Linked DNA regions of Mus musculus: regions 1, 3, 4, 5, 6 and 7 are each linked to region 2. A link is a contact called in public Hi-C, HiChIP or PLAC-seq and promoter capture Hi-C data. All regions are on one chromosome and are shown on one strand. The core of a region is the stretch at or near the end of the contact, and the rest is flanking DNA. Distances in the headings are between cores, read along the strand shown. Region 1 overlaps Lcp1 (lymphocyte cytosolic protein 1). Region 2 holds the start of Cog3 (component of oligomeric golgi complex 3). Region 3 has its middle 54 kb from the start of Rubcnl. Region 4 holds the start of Lrch1 (leucine-rich repeats and calponin homology (CH) domain containing 1). Region 5 holds the start of Rubcnl (RUN and cysteine rich domain containing beclin 1 interacting protein like). Region 6 overlaps Rubcnl (RUN and cysteine rich domain containing beclin 1 interacting protein like). Region 7 overlaps Lcp1 (lymphocyte cytosolic protein 1).

Region 1 (2,700 bases), core at 179-2,678, 600 kb after region 2:
CCTCTCTCTCTCTCTCTCTCTCTCTCTCTCTCTCTCTCTCTCTCTCTCTCTCTTCCCACCCCCCCTTCCCTCTCTCTCTCACACACACACACACACATATGTGGATATACACATATATTCATTTGTAGGTATAAAAATACACATGTATGTAAATAAATATAATGAATCTTTCTATATATAGATAGAGACTCATTGTATACATTCTATATAGATATTCATTCTATAAGTTCTATATATTCTATAAAGATTCATCTATACATCCTATGATATATAATGCATAGAGAGAAATGATATAAAAATAGACAGGGACATATATAGCAGGAGGAAGGATAAAAAGGGAGGCGGCAAGAAGAAAGATCAAGAAGGAGAAGCAAATATAGTATCTCTCATACACAGAACTGGTGTTAAATATCCATGCGTATATATAAACAGATGTGCTGTGTGTTATGAAATCAGACCTATTTTGGGGGAGGAAAAGCCATCAGGAGGAGGGATATGGGAAAATGGCAGAGGGCAGGGTGACTCTGAGAAAAGTACAGTGACACACACACACATGCATGGAGGTCTCATTGAGAACCCCGTAATTCTCCATCTTCTAAAAATCTTAATATTGGAAAAATAAACAAATAAAAAAGGTAAACCACTTAAGAAGGGTCTGGCTGTTTATAATACTTTTGAGAAGACGGAGCACAGCTATAATGACAGAGAGTCTAGTAGCGATTCAGGCAAGATGCTGAAATGAGGTTGCCCTGTGTGAGAAGCTTCATTGTCATCAACATCAAACCTTCAGCACAGCAGTATTGGGTGTGTAACACTAGTCCAGTACTCTGGGGCTTTGTTTCATTAAAGACGTCAAGTTGAATTGTTGAAGCGCGGAACGCATATTCCACCGATCCAAAGTTTGTTTCCCCCGTGTGTGTCCTGAGTTTCTGGTTTGGAGGCACACAGTCACTCATGGCTCAGATGTTTACCGTGTGCTCACCGTGCTCAGAAACGAGCAGAGGAGACACAGCAGGGTGTGAGTGAGAGATCAGTTCCTGCCTGTAAGGAACCCCACACCCAAGCTCAGAGAAAGGGATAGCACGCAAGTAACTGAGTATACCTTAGTGACAAGTCCTGTGGAGTTAAAACCGAGCAGGGGAGCCAACTGGAAGTTTGTATGCATGCTATGAGCAGATGTAATGCAGTGCAGGGTGGATGAGTGATGCGGAACTGGGTTCTAAACAAGATCACCTGGAAAGTCGGGAAAAACAACACCTGAGCAGAAACATCCGGGAAGAAGGCCTGACTGATGGGAGCCTCGGAGCAACCTTGGGGCAAGCTTGTCAATACTTAGGGTATGTGAATTTCAGGCAAGCATGCGCAAATGCCCTGAAGACAAGCGTGCTGTTTGTCTTTGAGGAAGGCCAAATGGAATGTCAACAACAAAGGGTGGGGTAGAAGCAGATTAGGTCTGAAGGTCGGATCACAAGGGCTGGCTGAAGCCTACTCAACCCAAATCTCAAAACTGGGCTGGAAATCAGCTTCTAGCTGCTGATTGGCCACGCAAAGCAAGCTTAGAGCTCTGACTAGACACCGGCTGTTCAATATCTGAGCTGGGTTTTTTTTTCTTCTTTTTAAATTTTAAGTTTGAAAGCATTTTGAAATTACCCGAGAGGGTGTCAAAGTCGTTAAAGGAATTCCTATAGGCCCTTCACTTGGCTTCACCAAACATTCATCTCTTAGAGAGCCGGCGGTATCAGAAAATTCTAGAGAGGGTGTTAGATAGATTGCGTATGACTTCAAAGAAGAAAAACAGACAGGGTTTTAAAGTTTCACGGGACTGACTGGTACCCCTCTTTAGTGGACAAACTTCTGGGTGCCCACTTTAGTCACTGAGGATCAACGAGATGGCTTTGAACACAGCCTCCTCAAGTCAGACCTGTTCCTCAGCAAAATAGAGGTTCTAGATTTTCAATTATCCTAATGTTTATCAAACCACTCTCTGGTCCCAACCTTGAGCAGCTGGTGACATATCTCATAAAAGGGCATCAGACTTCTAATGATGATACCCCACGGAGTCTATGAAAAGTCCAGTTTTCACAAACTTAAGTAGAAATCATGAAATGCTCTGAACTTTCTCAGATAAGATGTGCCTAATTAAACTTCTTTCTTTCAGTTGGATTTAGCATGCTCTTCAGTTGGATACATCCAAAGAAATAAAAGAGAGTGAAGACTTGGCATGACAAGTCAAGACAGCCTTAATCTAAATAGGTAAATCGCAATGCATTCAGCCAAGCCAAACTGGTCCAGGAAAGTGGTTCAGCACTGAGAGGCTGGAGTTAACGATGATGCTGGGAAAAGTACCCCCACCTTTGTTTTCTCCCATTTTTTTGTTTGTTTTGAGGCTGCTCTCAAGTCGGCATCCCTCCTGCCTCAGTTTCCCTATACTGGGATTGTATCATCTACGATAAAGCTGGACGGACTTCTTAACGCTTCCGAGGCCCAATCCTTCTCAGCCAAAGAGGAAACAGGAGCAGTGCTCACCTCAAGGCGCAGCTGCATGAAGTAAATGAGGAGCTGCAGGGGCGTCCTTAGCACAATGGCTCACCCACAGCACAGGGTCCAAAACTGCTAGTACTACTCAGCAGCCTTACTTTCAGCGTTGGGCTTGAGAGATCTTGGACGTGAGGTTCAAGGGTAAGGAGTTTATTAGAAGAA
Region 2 (2,700 bases), core at 171-2,670:
ACACCACCAATGCCTAAATTACAAACTTTATTAAGATTCTATATTTTATTCTATAGTCTCATCACAATTATCCTTTCTTCTGTTCCAGGAATCAGTCCAAGATACCACATTGCAATGAGAAGTCATTATTCAGTAGTCTCCACTATGTAAGAGCTCCTTGGTCACTCCTTGCTCTTTAGTAGTTTGATACTCTTTTAAACATTGGCTTTTGGGGGCTGGAGAGATGGCTCAGAGGTTAAGAGCACTGACTGCTCTTGCAGAGGTCCTGAGTTCATTCCCAGCAACCACACAGTGGGTCATAACCATCTGTAATGGGATCTGATGCCTTCTTCTAGTGTACCTCAAGACAGCTACAGTATACTCACATACATAAAATAAATAAATCTTAAAAAAAAACATTGGCTTTTTATTTTAAAAATTTATTTATGTGTGTGTTTGCATGTGCCACATGTATGTTAGTACCCAGAGAGGCCAGAAGAGGAGGTTGGATCTCCTGGAACTGAAGTTTCAGGTGGTAATGTGCTGCATATTGTGGGGGCTGGGAACTGAACTGGAGTCTTCTGAAAGATCAGCAAGTTCCCTTAGCCCCGAGCCATCTCTCTACCCTGACCTTTTTGAAGAATGTTGTTCAGTGTTTTGTGATTTTCTTCATTTTTCTACATTTTTCCTTTTTAATTCTTGGTAAGGAAGAAGGTTGTCTCTTTTTCACCTTTTTGCCCAATTTTTTTTTATATTCGTATATACTCAATTTATATACTTACAAAGTATATTTATTCAATTATTTAGGTTTGATCTAATATAATTTGTTTAGGTGTTCAAATGTGTATCATGATTTAAATGGCAGAATAATTTTTGCAGTTTCATGTTTGGATAGACAGTTATTGATCCAGTTCTTCAATGTTGGACATTTAGGTCCCCCCCCCCCCCAGTTTTTTGATATTATTAATGAGGCCTGATATGTTTGTCTTTGAATTTGTGTTTCCACAAACTAGTTTTCTAACAGGGAAGTTGTAAGTTTGAAAACTTGGTGCTCTTGGTTGCTATGTCAACATGGAAAGCATCCATAACCCATCTGACAGGAGAGAAGATCTTTGGAGTTCATTAATTCTCCTAATCCGTTGGATGACTTACAACTTGTTAAAAAGAAAACCAAAAACAAATCTGAAGAACACATTATCATAAAGTTATTGATGTTGAAGAAGCTTCCGGTAGGGGCAAGCTTATTTCCGCCCATTCTTGTCTCCTACCCTCTGGCTTGAGGTACACCTCAACCGGAACTGTTTGGCCTCCGTCGAAAGCCACGTCTGTTTTGGCCTCGGTCCCGCCCCCACGCCGGGGAAGCGTTTCCGGGGTCAGGGCGCTCGGGCCCGCCCCGCCGCGGCTGCGGCGCTGGAAGTCCCGGTCCTCCCGGAAGTTCCCGGCTCTGCCTGTCGGGCTCCGGTTCTGCGCCGCGGAGGGGCCCAGGGCTGCGGAGATGGCGGAGGCGGCGCTGCTGCTGCCGCCCGAGGCGGCGGCCGAGCGGGACGCCCGCGAGAAGCTGTCTCTCTGGGATGGGAGACCCGACTCGATGGCGCCGCTGACAGACAGGCAGACGGACTCGGTGCTGGAGCTCAAGGCGGCCGTGGAGAACCTGCCGGTGCCCGCCGAGGTGAGGCGAGGGCGTGGGCTGCGCCCGGCCTCCTGCCCCGTGCGGGGATCTGGCCGGTCCTCTGAGCCACCGTGGCGGGTTCGGCGGGAGGGGCCCGTGTGTGCCCTGCTGTCAGCAGCCTCACTCTGCCCGCGACCCAGGGTGGCCCTGCCAGGGTGCGTGGCCGTCCACGCGAGGGCGTAGCCCTCCCCCAGCGGCGTGGGACGGTTGGCCCGAGCCTTGCTCCGGGCTTCTTGCTCCTGGTGTCCCCGTGTCAGAGTAGCCCTGCCTCCCAGGAGCCTGTCCAGCTAGTCTGTGTTAACTGCATCCTGGAGGCATCAGGCTTGCTTCTTTCCCGGGGGAACAGGGACACTTAGAGGGGATCAGAACTGGCCCCGAGAAACAATTTCATTTATCACACCCCAAGCTGTGAACTCCTGGTTTTGGGTTATGGAAGATAAGATTTATTAAACCTACAGCAAAGCAATAAATTAAAAAGTTATTTTTACAAGTTGACTCGGTTATTAAGTAGCGCTTTGGGTTTTAGCGTCAACGTTTTCCCAGTTACCAGTGGGACAGTATGCATGTTACTGTTGGTGTGATTCAGTGCAGTTATACTGGTCAGAGTACTTTTATTTTTTGGATTGTTTATGTGTTTCACACGCTCTTCTAGTTTCGAGGCCGAATTTTGGGTTATTTTATTATCAGTGGTGGTTAGTTTTGATGTTGGAAACCATTTCTGTACGATTCGTAATCCTGTCCAAATGCAGATTGAATTTGGCTTCTTCACCTCTGCCCTCACACTTTAGAGGTGTGACTAGACGCGTTCTCTGCACCTTTGTGTGCTGTGCCGTAAAAATACGTGTTCTTAGGTGTGTTTCTCTGCCCACCTCCAGGATGCCATACAGGAAATAGACCTAAGTAAACGAGGGAGCAAGTGGAAAGTTCTTTGATCTGGCTATGTTTTATGTTCTGGATTATAAGTGGGTGTGGTGTGGTGTGGGGTGTGTGTGTGTGTGTGTGTGTGTGTGTGTGTTTTGCTGGGGACTAGACTGAGGATTTTGCCATTGCTG
Region 3 (2,797 bases), core at 228-2,727, 680 kb after region 2:
AAGCGGATCATGGGAGCCTGACCATTGGCGATAAGCTTGTCCTGGCACCTTCCCGCTCCTCCATGTTGCTTGCTTGGTTGCCTCGAGTTGAACAATTCTGCCCCACCACACTCTGTCACCACGAGCGCCAAAAACCTCAGAAAGTGTGAGTGAAATGAGGAATTCTTCTGTGTGGTAGTTTTATTTAGGTCACAGCAACACAAAGTCTGACTGGCACACTATCTAAACCACAGCCCATTCCATACCAGCCAGCCCCAAGCAATCAGGGTACCCTTTCATTAAGAACCAGCAAGGTTCCCATCTTCAAAGTCCTATGAAAACTAAACAGACCCAAATCCTAGTCTCAGCACAGTGCTCAGTGGGAGGCTGCTGAACACACTCTTGACACACAATTCCAGGTGCCTGAATGTTCCCTGGTCCTGAAGAAACACACTAGATTTATCCCCCTCCCTCAAAGGCATGTGTCATTCTCTTATTCAAAGAGATTCTTAATTTTTTATGACATTATCTCTAAATTGGACCCTGGCCTCTAATTTACATAATTTTCAGACATCTCAGGAAATCTATTTAAAAATCCAATGGGAATTGAGTGGGCGACGGGCTCCAAGGCATAGGTAGCCAAGCCTCCCTGGCTGTAACAGTTTTCTGGTTCACTGGCAGACAGGGCTCCAGGCCTCTGCGCCGACACACTGTAGCAAATTTCAACTAGAAAGACCTTTGATACTTTTTCATCAAAAATCATACCTAAGGATTGGCGGATGCTACCTGCTTCTCTCGCCACTCAGTGAAACACTTCAAGCTCACATCTCTGTTTTACAGGTAACTTTATCAAGTAAGGAAACAGCAGACCCTGAACAGCAAGATAACAGAGCGATACATAGAAGTGTGGTTGAGCCTCTGTTACAGAACGCTGGTTTCTTTCCGCAAACCTTTTGACCCCTCCAAGTTGTACCTTAGAAGGTGACATTATTCCCCTTCCCATCCTACTGAGCCTCCAAACTGAGTCGAATCTTGGAAAATATTGACTGATCCATTATGGAGGAAACAGTATCTCCATGTGGCTACTGGAATTTTTCTTATATTCAACTCCATTTTCTGGTAGCTTAACTTTATAAACTTTTTAAATTTTATGAAGCATAAATACAGCATGAATCCCACTAAGACATGACATCCTCTACTTGGGGCTGGCCTACATGGTTTGTCTTGAGGGGGAGGGGAGGGGACAAAAAGGGAGGGGAGGGGACAAAATGGGAGGAGAGGGGAGGGGAAAGGTTTTAAAGAAAGGGAAACCTTAATGTACCAATCCTTCCTCCTCCTGTGGCTTGTTGCAGAAAAGGGAACCCTCTGGTAGGCCCTGAGAAACTGGACAGTCGTTGGCTCTCCTCAACCTTCCTTACCGAGATACTGCCTCCGAGAACAGACATAGGTGACAGGAAACATGTGGGCTTGCATGTGTCAGAACTAGCTTGAGTCTTGCAGGTCTGTATGGTTGTCCTAGTGCAAGCCACAGTATTGTGTCCCAGCCATGACAGTAACTGTGTGAACCTCCATAAATAGTCACCAAAACCCAACACTTAAGTTTATTCTGAAGAAAGCAGGTCCACCAGTCAGGGGCTGAGCTCCCCACTACAGAGGGTCTGCTGTTCCCCTCCCCCCTTGCCATGCCGTTCTTAGGGCTTCCGCAAGTTGCATCAAGCAGGATGACTGATGGGTGTTGCAAGCAGTAGAAACCACAGTCTGCCAACCCCCGTGGCCCCTCCCTGCTGCCCTCCCTCAACCCTTTCCTGGCAAATAATATCTAATATCTGGTGCAGCACAAAAGATCAATGCCTTCTGCAACGATTGTGTCTCTAAAATTAGTGATCGGGCAAGGGAAGAAAAAAAAATCAAATTCCCAGCTCTTTTAGACTACATTTGAATTGTAAGTGCCATGGTCATCAAATGCAAACTATCATCTTTGGGTCCATCTGTAAACAGAACACCTTAAAGGAGGAAACAGCAGGCTAGGAGGAAGACACTGCAGAAGCAGCCTTCCTGCTTTGACCAGCTTGTTTTTCCAGAAGATTCTGCCAGTGAATACCATAACACTACCAAGGGGCTCTCCAAGGGGCGTGTCTTGAAAAGGCGATGAAGCAGCTGCTCTGCGAAGGCAGTCACACACTCAGATGGCAGGAGTTTCCTGTTGCTGCTGTAACAACCACAAACCAGTGGCTTCGAATGAATCACGACCTTAGCAGCTCACAACTCCGAAGCTCCGAAGCTTGAAATGGGGGTCTTGGGGTTAATGCTGGTGGGTTAGTGCTGGTGGTGGCTTCCCTACTGCATGGTCAGCTGACCAGAAATGTTAATTCAACCAGGAACTCCAGTTCCGTCAATTGCGGGTTGCATGACCTCAGCGCATGCTCCAGGGATTTGGATGTAGGTGTAGGGTGAGTTTGGGGTGGGAGCCCTTTCTGTCTGCCACAGAGGGACACTTTAGCCTTCACCCTCGCCCTCCACACCACCCTCTACTCCTCGCATACCTCACCATTGACGCCACCCCCACACCACGCCTCTTCACCCTCCACCCTCACCCACTCTCCACCCGACCCGTGTCGTCCCCCCCCCCCCTTCCTCCACACCATACTTCCTTCCCAAGGCAACCTGGCTGTTTTGGCAACATCTCTACTTCAGATGGAGCCTATAGGTGGCTCATCGGGGCCCCCTGCTGAAATGCATCTTCTCTGGGGCATTTCAGGGGTGGTCAGGATGTCGACTGAGGGCAGCTAACCTCTGCTTCACGAAGAAGCATCACAAC
Region 4 (2,700 bases), core at 188-2,687, 810 kb after region 2:
CAAAGGAAAACAGGAAAAAACCCTCCATGATGCAGGAATTGGGAAGGATTCTCTGAAAAGAGCCCTAAGCTCACAGGAAATGATTACAAAAACTGTCAAGCAAGATTGAATGAAATGAAAATGCTTCTACACCACAAAGGAAGCAACAGATCGAAGAGACCGCCTACAGAACAGGGTGAAAACAAAACTAAGCTTAAGGCACAGTTTATGAAATCATAGAGACTTGAAGGAAGTGGAGCCAGAGAGGAGGAAGGTGGTGGGGGGTGAGGGCGGCACACCACTAGGTGGCGCCTGTTTCTTCCGGAATAAGTAGGATTTGCTCTCAGCCTGGAATCTCAGGAATTAAGGGGTAGCCCTGTAGCGAAGTCCATGCAAGTGACATAGATCATGTCATACTTAGTGCTGAGCCCAAGAAGTCATTAGGTCCACGCGGCTGCCTAGACTATCACAGATCTGCATTACTGTAGTATGTATGATAAAGTTGTATCATGTCCATACTTCACTCCAGCCTCATTTCTCCAAGCCGAGTCACTCCATAGAGACTATCAAGCTTTGGGTCCCAGGCTGTTAAGGTGTGGGAAGGGAATGGAGGCTTTATCAGTCTTCCAGCTGGGTGGCTTTAGGTGACACAGGTCCTCTGGCTCTTCCATGGGGTGCAAGGCCTGGCTCAGGCGCCCACTGTAGGTCAACCCATGGCAGAAGATTTGTTTGCAATCAGACAGTTCAGTTCCCATGCCTCACATGAATAAGAAGGTGGCGCACCCGGAACATTTCATAGTACCTAGGCTTAGGTTTAAGATATGACCTTTGTGATCACTAGGTCTTTGGCGTTCTAACGCTTGGAGTAATAATTTGGGTATTTTATCATAAAAATTACCCTTTCTCAAAGCCCTTCCTCTATAGATTTGTCTATTTGCCCTGAAGTCTTTCTTGTTCCTGTGGTCTGTAGTGAAGGTGCAAAATTTTGGTGACTGTGGGCTGCGTGTTCGAATTCTGCAGGGGTGATCGCGGCTCGCTTTAACTTCCTCTCGCTGAAGGAAGCAATTTTTCCACTCACAGATTTCCTGGATTTAGTGAGAGATTTTGTATGGTAAGCACCTAAATGCCAGGGGGCGTCCGTGAGGGTAAACCCACAGTGGAAAAACTGCTTTTGGGGGCAACTCTGGATCAATCAACCAGAACCACTCTCCTCCCTGTGACCTTGTATTCCAAATCTTGTCTCCCGCCTCGCCTGGGTTTTCATAAACGGCTTAAAAAAAATCCCAGAAGACAAAAACGAAACCGACAAAATACCCTGGCCCGCAGATGTGTAAACTACAAGGGGTCGGGCTGGAGAGAAAGTCACCCAGAATGTGCATCCAGTTCCAGCCAGCTTCGGGGGTGGAGCGCCAACAAGCTGCGGAGGAGGAGCGGCGGGCGGGGGCGCGAGCACGAGCAGACACAGGCGCGCCACCGCTGCCGTCGCTGCCGCCGCCGCAGCCCTTGGCTCCCCCGGCTGGAAACCTTGGCGATCGAACTGCTGCCTCCACCTCTGCGCCGCTTGCCGCCCCTCCCGCAGTCCCGCGGCTTTCGAGGGAGCGCTGCGGGGACTCGGGACCGCCGGGGAAACCTGTGACCCCGCGCAGGAGCGGCGGGGCGGGGGACCGGGAGAAGATGGCGACGCCGGGAAGCGAACCCCAAGCTTTCGCGCCCGCTCTCTCGGTAACCGCCCTGCACCCGCATCTCCACCAGCACCACCAACACCACCAACACCACCAGCACCACGGAGGCACCGGCGGCACCGGCTTCAACCTGCCCTTGAACCGTGGTTTGGAGCGCGCGCTGGAGGAGGCGGCCAACTCTGGGGGCTTGAACCTGAGCGCCAGGAAGCTGAAGGAGTTTCCCAGGACTACGGCCCCGGGACATGACCTCTCGGACACGGTTCGGGCAGGTGAGACAAGGCCGGGGCTGGCCACGCGTGTGCGAGCCGGGCTGTCGCTCCTTCCCGCCGGGCCCGAATGTGTTACTAGATTGGCTCGGCAGGAGCGGGTTCTGCAACGAGCACGGTGGTTGTAGCGGGCACGGTGGTCCTCCTGGCCCCGGCGACCTGCGACCGTGGTGCAGGAGCGCAGGGATGCGCCTAGGAGCTGTTCCTGGCGCGCGGGAAGTGGGGGCATCTCGGGCGACCGCGAGCAAGTCCAGAACACGAACCAAGTCGTGGACCTCTACATGGAAGCATTCTGCGTCCTGGTGGGTGGGGAAGGCCAGACAAAGGTGGCCGGCCGTCGGCTAGCCCTGTCCTCTCCGCGTAGTGTCGGGGCCCCGGCCTCCGCGCCGCGCGACCGTGGCTTGCTGCAGCCAGAGAGGCGGTGCCAACCTTGGTTCTGCGCCTGTGCGAGCAGAGGCTGGTGTCTGGCTCTCCGCCCACACATTTTGGTTCCCTCCACCGGGGCTCCCCGGTTCTCACTAACCCCGGTCTTTGCGGGGGCCCTGGAGGGGAAGCGTGGCATAGTAAATGAAAAGTAATTAAAGTGAGCCTGTTTGCCAGTGTGAGCCCGGCAAGTTGTAACCCGCGCCACAGAGCAGCCTGCTTCTTCAAGTTGTGTCATGTGTTGACATATTTTGGAGATGTCTGCTTTCCCTTTAGTAGTCGGAGTTGTGGGAGTGGACCCATAAACAGGAAGGAGGGTGGTGGAAGAGGGTTGGGGCCTTGGGAATCCG
Region 5 (2,700 bases), core at 17-2,516, 740 kb after region 2:
CCCCTCTCACCAAGGGAACTGGGGTCATGGAGGTGCCTTGACGACTATTTGGACTTGGGACTTGTCTAAGAAATCCCAAGTTTACTAACTGGGCCCCAAACCTTTGCTCTCTCGAACCACAACTTCAACTGAAGATCTAGCACTTGGCAGTGTAACTTGCCATAGGGGCACCTCCAGAATACATGGGGAGGTATATTGTTTTGTTTGCTTGGTTTTGGTTTGTTTGATTTTGTTTTCTGAGCCTTCGTTCTCATTTAGAGTAATATCCCTTTTCAAGCATTCTCTCTTCCACGGGCAAATCCCTCACCGGGTCAGGGAATTGCTTCAATTCCAGGTCAGCAGGTAGACGGACTTCAGGTGGAGTGTGCTTGCTTACATTGGCGAAACGTTTTTCAGCTACCTTGACAAGTCCAGGGCAGTTGGATATGAGGATGGGGTTCTCAAGGTTCATGCCTTTGAGGAACTGAGAAGAGCCAGGGGACCGCCTGGGTTCGTCTCTGTCCTGCCGCAATGAGGATGCCTGGCTACCTCTCCTGGCCCTTGTTTTGTAAAGTCACACCGCAAAAGTCCTCTTCTCTCCAGAGACAACTTCCCACAGCTCCCAAGCAACCATGACACTGTCCTGAGCGCCTCCAGGAACATGGGTCACCCTAAGTCATCTCTCCCTAGCCCAGGGCTTCTCATCTGCACTGTGCCTTGCTTCCTGCAGGCAGGCCAGTAGGGCTCGCCAGCGCTGCTTCAGGACACCTTCAGGGGTCACTGCCTTGAGGACAGGCAGCTAGGACAGGGATGCAGCCAGGACGCTGCGGGGACGCCAGTTATCTTTGCTTCCCTCCGCCCGCGACACTCGTGATCTGAAAAGCTCGGGGAAAGCGAAGCCTGAGACTGCGAGAACGCGGAGACACGGGGACGCGCTCCCGAGTGGGCGCCTTTAGACCCACGCCTCACGGACACACTCTGCCCTCGGACGCCACCGACCCGCCAACCCTGGGTGTAATAAACACGAAAAACAAACTTGGCACAAATGAGCTCCCCGCCCCCAACTCCCAAGCTGCGGCTCCCCCCACCTCCCAACTCGGATGTGTAGGAGCTCAAGTCAGAGAACCTCGCGGGGACCGCGACTTACCTACGCCTCCTGGCCGTTTTATCCACCAAATAGCCACCTTGCCCCGTGGCAGCGACAGGTTCGGATCACCTCCTCCGTGTGCCAACAGCTCCGAGGTTCTGATGGTGCAGAGAGAAGCTGCCAACGAATACAGAAAGTTTTCACCAATAGAAACCGAAGTTCTCTCGACTTCGAACGTGCAACTGCCCTCAGCTCCTCTAGGTGGCGCACGGTGCTCTTTGGGGAAAGAACTGGGACTCTTAATCCTGCACACAGCTCCAGCATCCCAAGTCATCTCTGCTAAAATTGGGAAATGGATCCCTGCTTCGCCTACAGGGCTCCGTTCTCAAAACCTACTTCCATCGCTTTTGACGGTCCCTTGGTTTTGTTCATTGACTTGTCCAGGTCGTGGAGCAAATACAATGATATTTTGGATTATTTGTTTAACATCTCTGAAACACCTTCAGTCCCTGGGGCATCCTAGTTTGGATGGTTTAAACTTAACTAGTTGTTGCCTCTTCGGAGTAAGTTAGAAAACAATAAGACAAAGTCAGCTGAATACTAGCTGTCCATCATTGTCTTCCCCTTCCCGTGTGGCCGGTTTACTTGGGGGTTACACTGGGTTAGACCTGGAAAGATCCTGAGTTATCTGACCACCCTCTGGGAAAACCTGACATTAAAAGGTCAGAAAGAGGAGCTGGTGTGGAAGCAGAAGGATTGAAACTTTGATGCCAACAAAAGCTACATGGCAAGACTATTTCAAGACAAGTTAATAGACAAACAGTGCAAGTTAGTGCTAATGCTGTTGCTCGGCTGCTGAGCTTGCTTCCTTTTCTGTTTAAGTATCCTTGAAGCCACCCCTGATGGAAACAAATCATCTGTTTCAAAGCTAAGGGATATGTGGCTTACAGTGTTGTATAACTCATCTGAGGTCCCATAGCTAGATAGCACAGTCAGACTTGTTAAGGTAGGTGTATCTGGCAGGAGATCTTATATCCAATTTCTTTCTTTTTTTTTAAGATTTATTTATTTATTATATATAAGTACACTGTAGCTATCCTCAGATACTCCATAAGAGGGTGTCAGATCTCATTACGGATGGTTGTGAGCCACCATGTGGTTGTTGGGATTTGAACTCAGGACCTTCTCGACAGCCCTTATATCCAATTTCTATGAAGCATCAAATAAGCCGACAAATTATGAAAAGGGGACTATGTGAGAAACTTGATTCAGGAATATCTAAAAGGAGAGAAATCAGAGCACAGGACATGGAGAAAGAATCTTACAGTGAATGTCATGCTGAGCACATTAAAGTTTGAATCTGGGGCCTGGAGAGATGGCTCATCAGTTAAAAGCACTGACTGCTCTTTCAGAGGTCCTGAGTTCGAATCCCACAACCACATGGTGGCTCACAGCCATCTGTAATGAGATCTGATGTCCTCTTCTGGTGTGTCTGAAGACAGCTACAGTATATGAACTGGGCTTCCTTATATATAGTAAATAATAAAGAAATCTGAAAGTTTGAATCTGAGATGTCCCCTACAGGTTTTGTTTGTTTGTTTTTAAGATTGTTCCCCAATAGCTGGTGATATTTT
Region 6 (2,889 bases), core at 303-2,802, 720 kb after region 2:
ATTCAAATAGGAACATAATCAACTTTTCTTCGGAGTATGGATAAGATTTCAAAATTGAAGAAACGCCACTTAACTTAAGTGACTACAAATAAGGATAAAAATAACTTGATCTAACTAGATGATGAAAAATACATCCAGAGACACAGATATACCAAACTAAATTGATTTATTTCTCAGGACTGGAGATTAAAACACAACATCATATATGCAAAGTAAGCGCTCTACTACTGAGCCCCATCCCAACCACCAAGTTGCATGTCTTATGATAGAACACCCTCGGTGGATAGAGCCCAGAACCTGACTTAGCTCCTTAGTCATGCACAACTGAGCACACCGTGCCTGAAGACTTCAGTTTAGCGCCCCTGGCGGCCTCCATCAAATATTGAAAAGAACCTCTTAGGCTGTACTGCGTCAGGGTGGTTTCCATGATCACATCGCGCACCACTACTGACAGACTCAGGCCCTCTGTGGCTGAGAGGCGCTCACCTTTTCTACATCAGCGGGCAGCATGAACGTCTCTAGTGGGAAGAAATTCCAAGCATGGCTTCTGCTGCTGCTCCGAGCATCACCTGCCAACACAGCGAGCCATTAAACATGGAGAAATGAGATGGCTCCGTCAATAAAGTGCTTGCTAGGCAACACTGAGGACCTGAGTTCAAGCTCCTATTGCATCAGGCACTGGTTAACCCAGTAGTGTAGCGGTGGAGACAGGAGGAACCCTGGGGCTTCGTAGCCTGCTGGGTTAGAAAATTAGTGAGCTGCAGATTCAGTGAGAGGCTCTGTCTCCAAAAGTGTGTGTGTTGGGGGGGGGTGGGGGGGGGGAGAACTGAGAGAAGCGCAGAGGAAGACACGTGACTTTGACTTCTGGCCTCCACATATACATGCGCACAGGTGAACTCCCACAATACAAAAGAAAAACACACACAAAGAACAAATATGGGGAAAATTGTGGGGTTTCCTTGTAGGCCCTGCCCCACAGTTACCTGGCAATAGCCAGGCTACCTAACTCACTATAAAAAGGGTGGCTTGCCTCCTCCTCCTCCTCCTCCTCCTCCTCCTCTCTCTCTCTCTCTCTCTCTCTCTCTCTCTCTCTCTCTCTCTCTCTCTCTCTGCCTTTCTCTGTCTCTACTACCCTGGCCCCCACCCCCAACTCCCTTCTCCATGCCCTAAATAAACTCTGGAGGGATGGCACAGTGGTTAAGAGCACTGACTGCTCTCCAGAGATCCTGAGTTCAGTTCCCAGCAATCACATGGTGGCTCACAACCATCTGTAATGGGATATGATGCCCTCTTCTGGTATGTCTGAAGACAGCTACAGTGTACTCATATACATGAAATAAATAAACAAACAATTCTTTACAAAAATGACTACAGGATCACTTCCCCAGCACTTCCTTAGCTGGTGGCAACCTGCCCCAAACTTCCTGTTGCACACACAATGTCATCTGACAGCAAACAGGGCTTCAGTCAAGCTCGGACCACTGTGCTGTGTCATCCAATCTTACACCCTCACCCACTCCTTACTGGCAACAGGCAACACCAATGCAAGTTGTTCCTATCACATAACTGCTAACTGCAGCCTGGGACGGAAGTGAGATTTCCGGACAGTCAAAAGAGCTATGCTGTCCTGACCTGATAAATTAAGAGATGCTGCCAATGTTTGGGGAACTGTGGGTTCTCAGATGCCAGACAAATGCAGGAAGTGTCACCCCAATACTTCCTGTTGAACAAAGTCAGTCAGAAATGGAAGACTAGAGAGACCTCTTCACTGAGGTAAATATTTCAGAGGCTTGGATGTGGGAATCGTTCACCATCTCTGCCAAGCATCCTGCCACTGTAACTAGAAGGGGTGATGAAACTAAATTGCTGGTTTGTCTTTTTCAACAAAAACATGAAGCTGGCAGAATTTTGACCCCTAAGCTACACGTAAAGACCTGAGTGCAGAGGAAAAAGCAAGAGAGGGTGCCCAGACCTGTTAGGCCTTGGTCACGAAATCTCTCCTGCCTTGAGTTGGGATTATTACCTGTTATTCCATAAGGAGACAGAGAGAGAGAGAGAGAGAGAGAGAGAGAGAGAGAGAGAGAGAGAGAGAGAGAGAGGGTATTTTGTAAACATGTAGATTCTGTTCAAGCAGTAGAACCCAGGATATTGTTCCTACAGCCTCAGGAAATGCTTCCATCCACACAAGAAGGTCCCACAGCTGCCATTAGAGATGTGGGTGTCATAGGAAATCCCGTGCCTTAGTGACCAATATTTGCTCCCCCCCCTTATGCTGCTCTACATAAAGGAAGAGAAAACCTGTAACTCTGGACTTTTGTTTCTTAATTCCATAGAATGACTCTCGAGAGTCTTGTCAGGTATGATGGCTCACTCCTATGATCTTGTCACTCAGGACGTGAAGTGAGAACTTCCTTCCGTCTAAGAAAGACCAGTCTTTCTGGCAGTCTAAGACCAGTCTGCTACACAGAGTGAGAGTCTGGCTTAAAAGCAAACAGAAGAACACCTCAAAAAAACACTGGACAGCTTTTAAAGGTACCGATAAGGATTGTGGGGAAACGCTGCCTTCAGACAAAAGGCAAGACTTGGCTTGGGGGCTCACTTTGTACCATTGCTTTTCTAGGAGAAAGACAAAGAGGCAAAATAACACTAAGTTAAAGAACTTCTTGTTGCACAAGGCTATGACAAGTGGGTTTGGGCTCAGAGTCATTATCAATCAGTGGCTTGTAATAACTTGTTATCATGATGGTTTGTTTATGTGGAGAAAGGCCAATCTAGCAGCAACCTCACCTTTCCATCAGCAACCTCTGTATCTGAAAGCTCCTCTTTATCCTGAAAACTACAAAATATTTTCCAAACTACTTGAAGCAGGGCTCGAAACTCACAGCATGA
Region 7 (2,840 bases), core at 28-2,527, 530 kb after region 2:
TGTAGGTTCATAAACATGGTGTGTTATAGCATAATTAGCCTTCTAATTTTTGATAGCTAGCATATGTATTGATTTGTTTGCATTTGAGACAATGTTCAAGAGTTTCTTGCCCAGTGAACATTTCAGCAAGGGATGGTTGGTCAGTGATTACCTCATGAAGTCTTTCCTATATGTAACCTGATAGAACAAGCTAAACACAACCTCATGGCCATTTCTGTCACTCCAGATGTGCACCTCCCCTTGTCAGAAACCCAGTTCTGCTCTACTGATCAAATCAAGAAATCAGAAGCTGAGTTCTCTCCCATTCTCTTGACCTTGGGTATTAAAGGCTACAAGGAGAAGCCAACCTCTATGCAAAGATCTGTCCGTTAGAACCCAAACAAAAGAACAGAGATCCTTTTCCTGGGTTGTGGGCACTTTTGAGGTGACTTCTTCTGGTACTCTGGTCTTAAGAACAACCTCTCATGATAGCATAGAGTTCTGATGAGTTATATAACAGTCTCTTGGCCACCTCTAGTGGGGTACAGAAACTTCATGGAATCAGACACAGATTTGTAAGAAAAAGGCAAAGGGAAGAAAGACTAGAACTGGGCTGTAATCTCAGGTAGACAGTGCAGTAAGCAATTGTTCATCCAGGTACAAAAAATACTCCTAGTTTGAAAAAGATCCTGACTTTTGTAGGTTCATAAACATGGTGTGTTATAGCATAATTAGCCTTCTATTTTTTGATAGCTAGCATATGTATTGATTTGTTTGCATTTGAGACAATGTTCAAGAATTTCTTGCCCAGTGAACATTTCAGCAAGGGATGGTTGGTGAAACAGGGGCCCAGAGAGACAGCTCTGTGGACCATAGCACATTTAGTTTCTCCAAATGATCTGGGCTTAGTTTCCAGCAACCACACAAGGTGGTTTACAACCACTTGTACTTCCAGGAACAAGGGATCCAACACCTTCTTCTAGCCTACACTCAGGTGTACACACACACACACACACACACACACACACACACTCACACACTTTTTTTATTATCACACATGTTTAGGGTGACTATGCTATTAGCTGGAACACTACTGATAAGATTTCAATCCTGCTGGTGCTTGCAAAACACACTGCACTGAAAAGACTTTGTCCAAATGAAATAGCACTGTGAGCCCCAGGTCCAGCCAGTTCCTCACTCAACAAAGGAGGAGCGATGGGGCGTGGCTATGTGAGGCCAGGGAAGTCGTGCTATCCCTTACTTGCTCTCCCGCCTTCCCACACCCAACACTCATTTTAGTTATTTAACATTTGATAAGAGGGACCATGTGTGGTTTTTGTTTGTTGGGGACCTAGTCCAAAGTCCCCGTCCATAGCCTGTGTGGCTGTAGGTGATATTGTCACTTGCCTGCCTTGGAGTCTGCTCTCCTGCTTCACAGTACCATTGCCATCTCCTGGCAGAGTGCTTGGTGGAAGCTTTGGTCTCCTAATTTATACATTACTTGCCAGCTGTCCAAGCTTAGAATGATTTCCATGCTATGGGAGGGGGAATGGGAGGCTTAGGCAAAATGACAAGCCATTTATTGTCCTGATGAATGACCAAATTAGCATATCTGTGCAATCCAAGTGAAATAAATTCTACCTAGAACTGGATGCAAATTGAATAGATCTGTTACTGTGTGGCAGGCAGAGAAAAAGAAAAAGAAAAAAAAAGAAAAGAAAAGAAAACAAAGCAAAAACAAATCCCTGCTGGCCCCATTTACATAATCACCAGGCATTTTCCCTCCTTCAGTAGGAATGCATTTCTCTGTCTACCTCCTTGTATGCAGAAATCTTCTGTAATAAACACTTGTGAGGACTGTCACTGATCATCTGGGGGAAGTCAGCTGCAGTAGCAGACAGACCTTACCTTGTATATTATCTCAGCCCTATAGGAAGGCCTGGGGCCATGTGTGGTTGAAACTTCTGAGGTGAGCATAGAGAATAGTTTCACAACCTGGAGCACCGCTTGGTCTGGGCTATGAACAAACCCCACTCCTAATAACGCAATTGGCAGTCTGAGACCCTTACCTGTACATAACACACACACACACACACACACACACACACACACACACACACACACCTCCCCAAACAACATGGCTAGCAATCTGTTGGTAATCCAGGACCCTGCCTAATCCTGAGCTTCATGTACAGCCATCTCTGAACAGTGGAATGAGCTTTTTCTTCCCTTGATGGTTAAACACAGACAAACCCTTTCAGTCATGCTCCATTATGTCCCGGTAAGACAATCTGGCCTAGATTGGATCTGGGTACACGGGCAATAAGACAAACTGTCCTCAAGAGAACTTCCAGAGAGAATCTCCTATTTGCCTTGCCACATCAGTGCATGGTTGAGAATGCTAAGATTAAGATAAAGATGTATATGGAAAGGGGCATGTGTAGTAACAATCAATAAACAAACACACACTTTATGTAACTTAAACCTGTCAATCAAAATAAAGAACTACTCAAACTATGGCCCTACTAAGAAAGCTCCTCCCCCTGTGTCTTCAAAACGAAGCCCCGAATAATAATCAGGCCCCCTGAGCTCCCTCACCCATGTGGCCTGCTGCCTTTCTCAATGGCATAGTTCTTTCTGATCTATACTATCGTTCACTTTTGAATATGCTTTCTTGCTACTTTAACAACTTGTGTGAGTCTTTCTTTCAATTCCTTGAGTAAGAACCCAAGAGCTTGGAAACACCCAGACCAGCCCTGACCACTAATAATACTTTCAGAACATATGTCACAACCCAGGGTGATTTCTAGAAAGTATGAAATTTACAATAGCAATAGTATAGTTTGCTTAAGTTTTCTTAT

What was found. Promoter capture Hi-C pulls out the DNA fragments that hold promoters and counts their contacts. Hi-C and Micro-C count contacts between places; a contact is called where the count stands out from the background. HiChIP or PLAC-seq counts read pairs in DNA pulled down with a chosen protein or histone mark.
Region 1: a contact with region 2 is called in a promoter capture Hi-C map of liver, with 2.4 times the contacts expected there. The contact joins the enhancer-like site here to the promoter of Cog3 in region 2. A contact is called at or near these places in 10 of 39 promoter capture datasets (the C10 cell line, cranial neural crest, embryonic stem cells and 6 more), 5 of 115 datasets of contacts at active chromatin or transcription factors (bone marrow-derived macrophages, embryonic basal ganglia, embryonic forebrain and 2 more) and 1 of 9 other capture datasets (liver).
Region 3: a contact with region 2 is called in a promoter capture Hi-C map of pre-B cells, with 2.8 times the contacts expected there. The contact joins the enhancer-like site here to the promoter of Cog3 in region 2. A contact is called at or near these places in 17 of 39 promoter capture datasets (the 3T3-L1 cell line, 3T3-L1-derived adipocytes, the C10 cell line and 12 more), 2 of 15 datasets of contacts at CTCF or cohesin (embryonic stem cells and large pre-B cells), 22 of 484 Hi-C or Micro-C datasets (the Ba/F3 cell line, CD4 T cells, CD8 T cells and 12 more), 13 of 115 datasets of contacts at active chromatin or transcription factors (the 230-238 cell line, astrocytes, bone marrow-derived macrophages and 9 more) and 1 of 9 other capture datasets (embryonic stem cells).
Region 4: a contact with region 2 is called in a promoter capture Hi-C map of pre-B cells. The contact joins the promoter of Lrch1 here to the promoter of Cog3 in region 2. A contact is called at or near these places in 3 of 39 promoter capture datasets (the C10 cell line, embryonic stem cells and pre-B cells) and 3 of 115 datasets of contacts at active chromatin or transcription factors (astrocytes, bone marrow-derived macrophages and neural tube).
Region 5: a contact with region 2 is called in a Hi-C map of B cells, with 17 read pairs. The contact joins the promoter of Rubcnl here to the promoter of Cog3 in region 2. A contact is called at or near these places in 11 of 39 promoter capture datasets (the 3T3-L1 cell line, the C10 cell line, the HPC-7 cell line and 8 more), 1 of 484 Hi-C or Micro-C datasets (B cells), 7 of 115 datasets of contacts at active chromatin or transcription factors (bone marrow-derived macrophages, embryonic basal ganglia, embryonic forebrain and 4 more) and 1 of 9 other capture datasets (embryonic stem cells).
Region 6: a contact with region 2 is called in an H3K27ac HiChIP or PLAC-seq map of large pre-B cells, with 2.5 times the contacts expected there. The contact joins the enhancer-like site here to the promoter of Cog3 in region 2. A contact is called at or near these places in 9 of 39 promoter capture datasets (the 3T3-L1 cell line, the C10 cell line, the HPC-7 cell line and 6 more), 8 of 115 datasets of contacts at active chromatin or transcription factors (CD8 T cells, bone marrow-derived macrophages, embryonic basal ganglia and 5 more) and 1 of 9 other capture datasets (embryonic stem cells).
Region 7: an H3K4me3 HiChIP or PLAC-seq map of embryonic basal ganglia shows a contact between it and region 2, with 4 times the contacts expected there. The contact joins the enhancer-like site here to the promoter of Cog3 in region 2. A contact is called at or near these places in 21 of 39 promoter capture datasets (the 3T3-L1 cell line, 3T3-L1-derived adipocytes, the C10 cell line and 14 more), 1 of 15 datasets of contacts at CTCF or cohesin (large pre-B cells), 7 of 484 Hi-C or Micro-C datasets (Th1 cells, bone marrow-derived macrophages, cranial neural crest and 4 more), 21 of 115 datasets of contacts at active chromatin or transcription factors (the 230-238 cell line, DN3 thymocytes, the SCID.adh cell line and 17 more) and 4 of 9 other capture datasets (adipose tissue, embryonic stem cells, liver and 1 more).

What each region holds. Positions count from the first base shown.
Region 1 is chr14:75,153,404-75,156,103 of GRCm38.p6, reverse strand. The region is part of intron 1 of Lcp1 (lymphocyte cytosolic protein 1); the gene reads right to left. Among named protein-coding and RNA genes, the nearest start is that of Gm15628, 18 kb to the right of the region's middle. Within about 2 kb of position 1,428, at least 16 of the 459 cell types and tissues checked have an H3K27ac peak or open chromatin away from gene starts, as enhancers often do. A contact at or near this core is called in liver, where this site is marked.
Region 2 is chr14:75,753,213-75,755,912 of GRCm38.p6, reverse strand. Cog3 (component of oligomeric golgi complex 3) reads left to right here and starts at 1,420. Exons shown (of 23, transcript NM_177381.3): 1 at 1,420-1,648. The coding sequence starts at 1,475.
Region 3 is chr14:75,068,406-75,071,202 of GRCm38.p6, reverse strand. No RefSeq gene overlaps it. Among named protein-coding and RNA genes, the nearest start is that of Rubcnl, 54 kb to the right of the region's middle. Within about 2 kb of position 1,477, at least 123 of the 459 cell types and tissues checked have an H3K27ac peak or open chromatin away from gene starts, as enhancers often do. A contact at or near this core is called in the 230-238 cell line, the Ba/F3 cell line, CD8 T cells and 7 more, where this site is marked.
Region 4 is chr14:74,946,614-74,949,313 of GRCm38.p6, reverse strand. It overlaps Lrch1 (leucine-rich repeats and calponin homology (CH) domain containing 1), which reads left to right and starts at 1,437. Exons shown (of 19, transcript NM_001252132.1): 1 at 1,437-1,930. The coding sequence starts at 1,654.
Region 5 is chr14:75,014,593-75,017,292 of GRCm38.p6, reverse strand. Rubcnl (RUN and cysteine rich domain containing beclin 1 interacting protein like) reads right to left here and starts at 1,266. Exons shown (of 14, transcript NM_198642.2): 1 at 1,127-1,266.
Region 6 is chr14:75,033,099-75,035,987 of GRCm38.p6, reverse strand. It overlaps Rubcnl (RUN and cysteine rich domain containing beclin 1 interacting protein like), which reads right to left. Exons shown (of 14, transcript NM_198642.2): 3 at 487-569. Among named protein-coding and RNA genes, the nearest start is that of Rubcnl, 19 kb to the right of the region's middle. Within about 2 kb of position 1,552, at least 118 of the 459 cell types and tissues checked have an H3K27ac peak or open chromatin away from gene starts, as enhancers often do. A contact at or near this core is called in CD8 T cells, the HPC-7 cell line, bone marrow-derived macrophages and 2 more, where this site is marked.
Region 7 is chr14:75,218,113-75,220,952 of GRCm38.p6, reverse strand. The region is part of intron 14 of Lcp1 (lymphocyte cytosolic protein 1); the gene reads right to left. Among named protein-coding and RNA genes, the nearest start is that of Cpb2, 23 kb to the left of the region's middle. Within about 2 kb of position 1,277, at least 18 of the 459 cell types and tissues checked have an H3K27ac peak or open chromatin away from gene starts, as enhancers often do. A contact at or near this core is called in embryonic basal ganglia and embryonic forebrain, where this site is marked.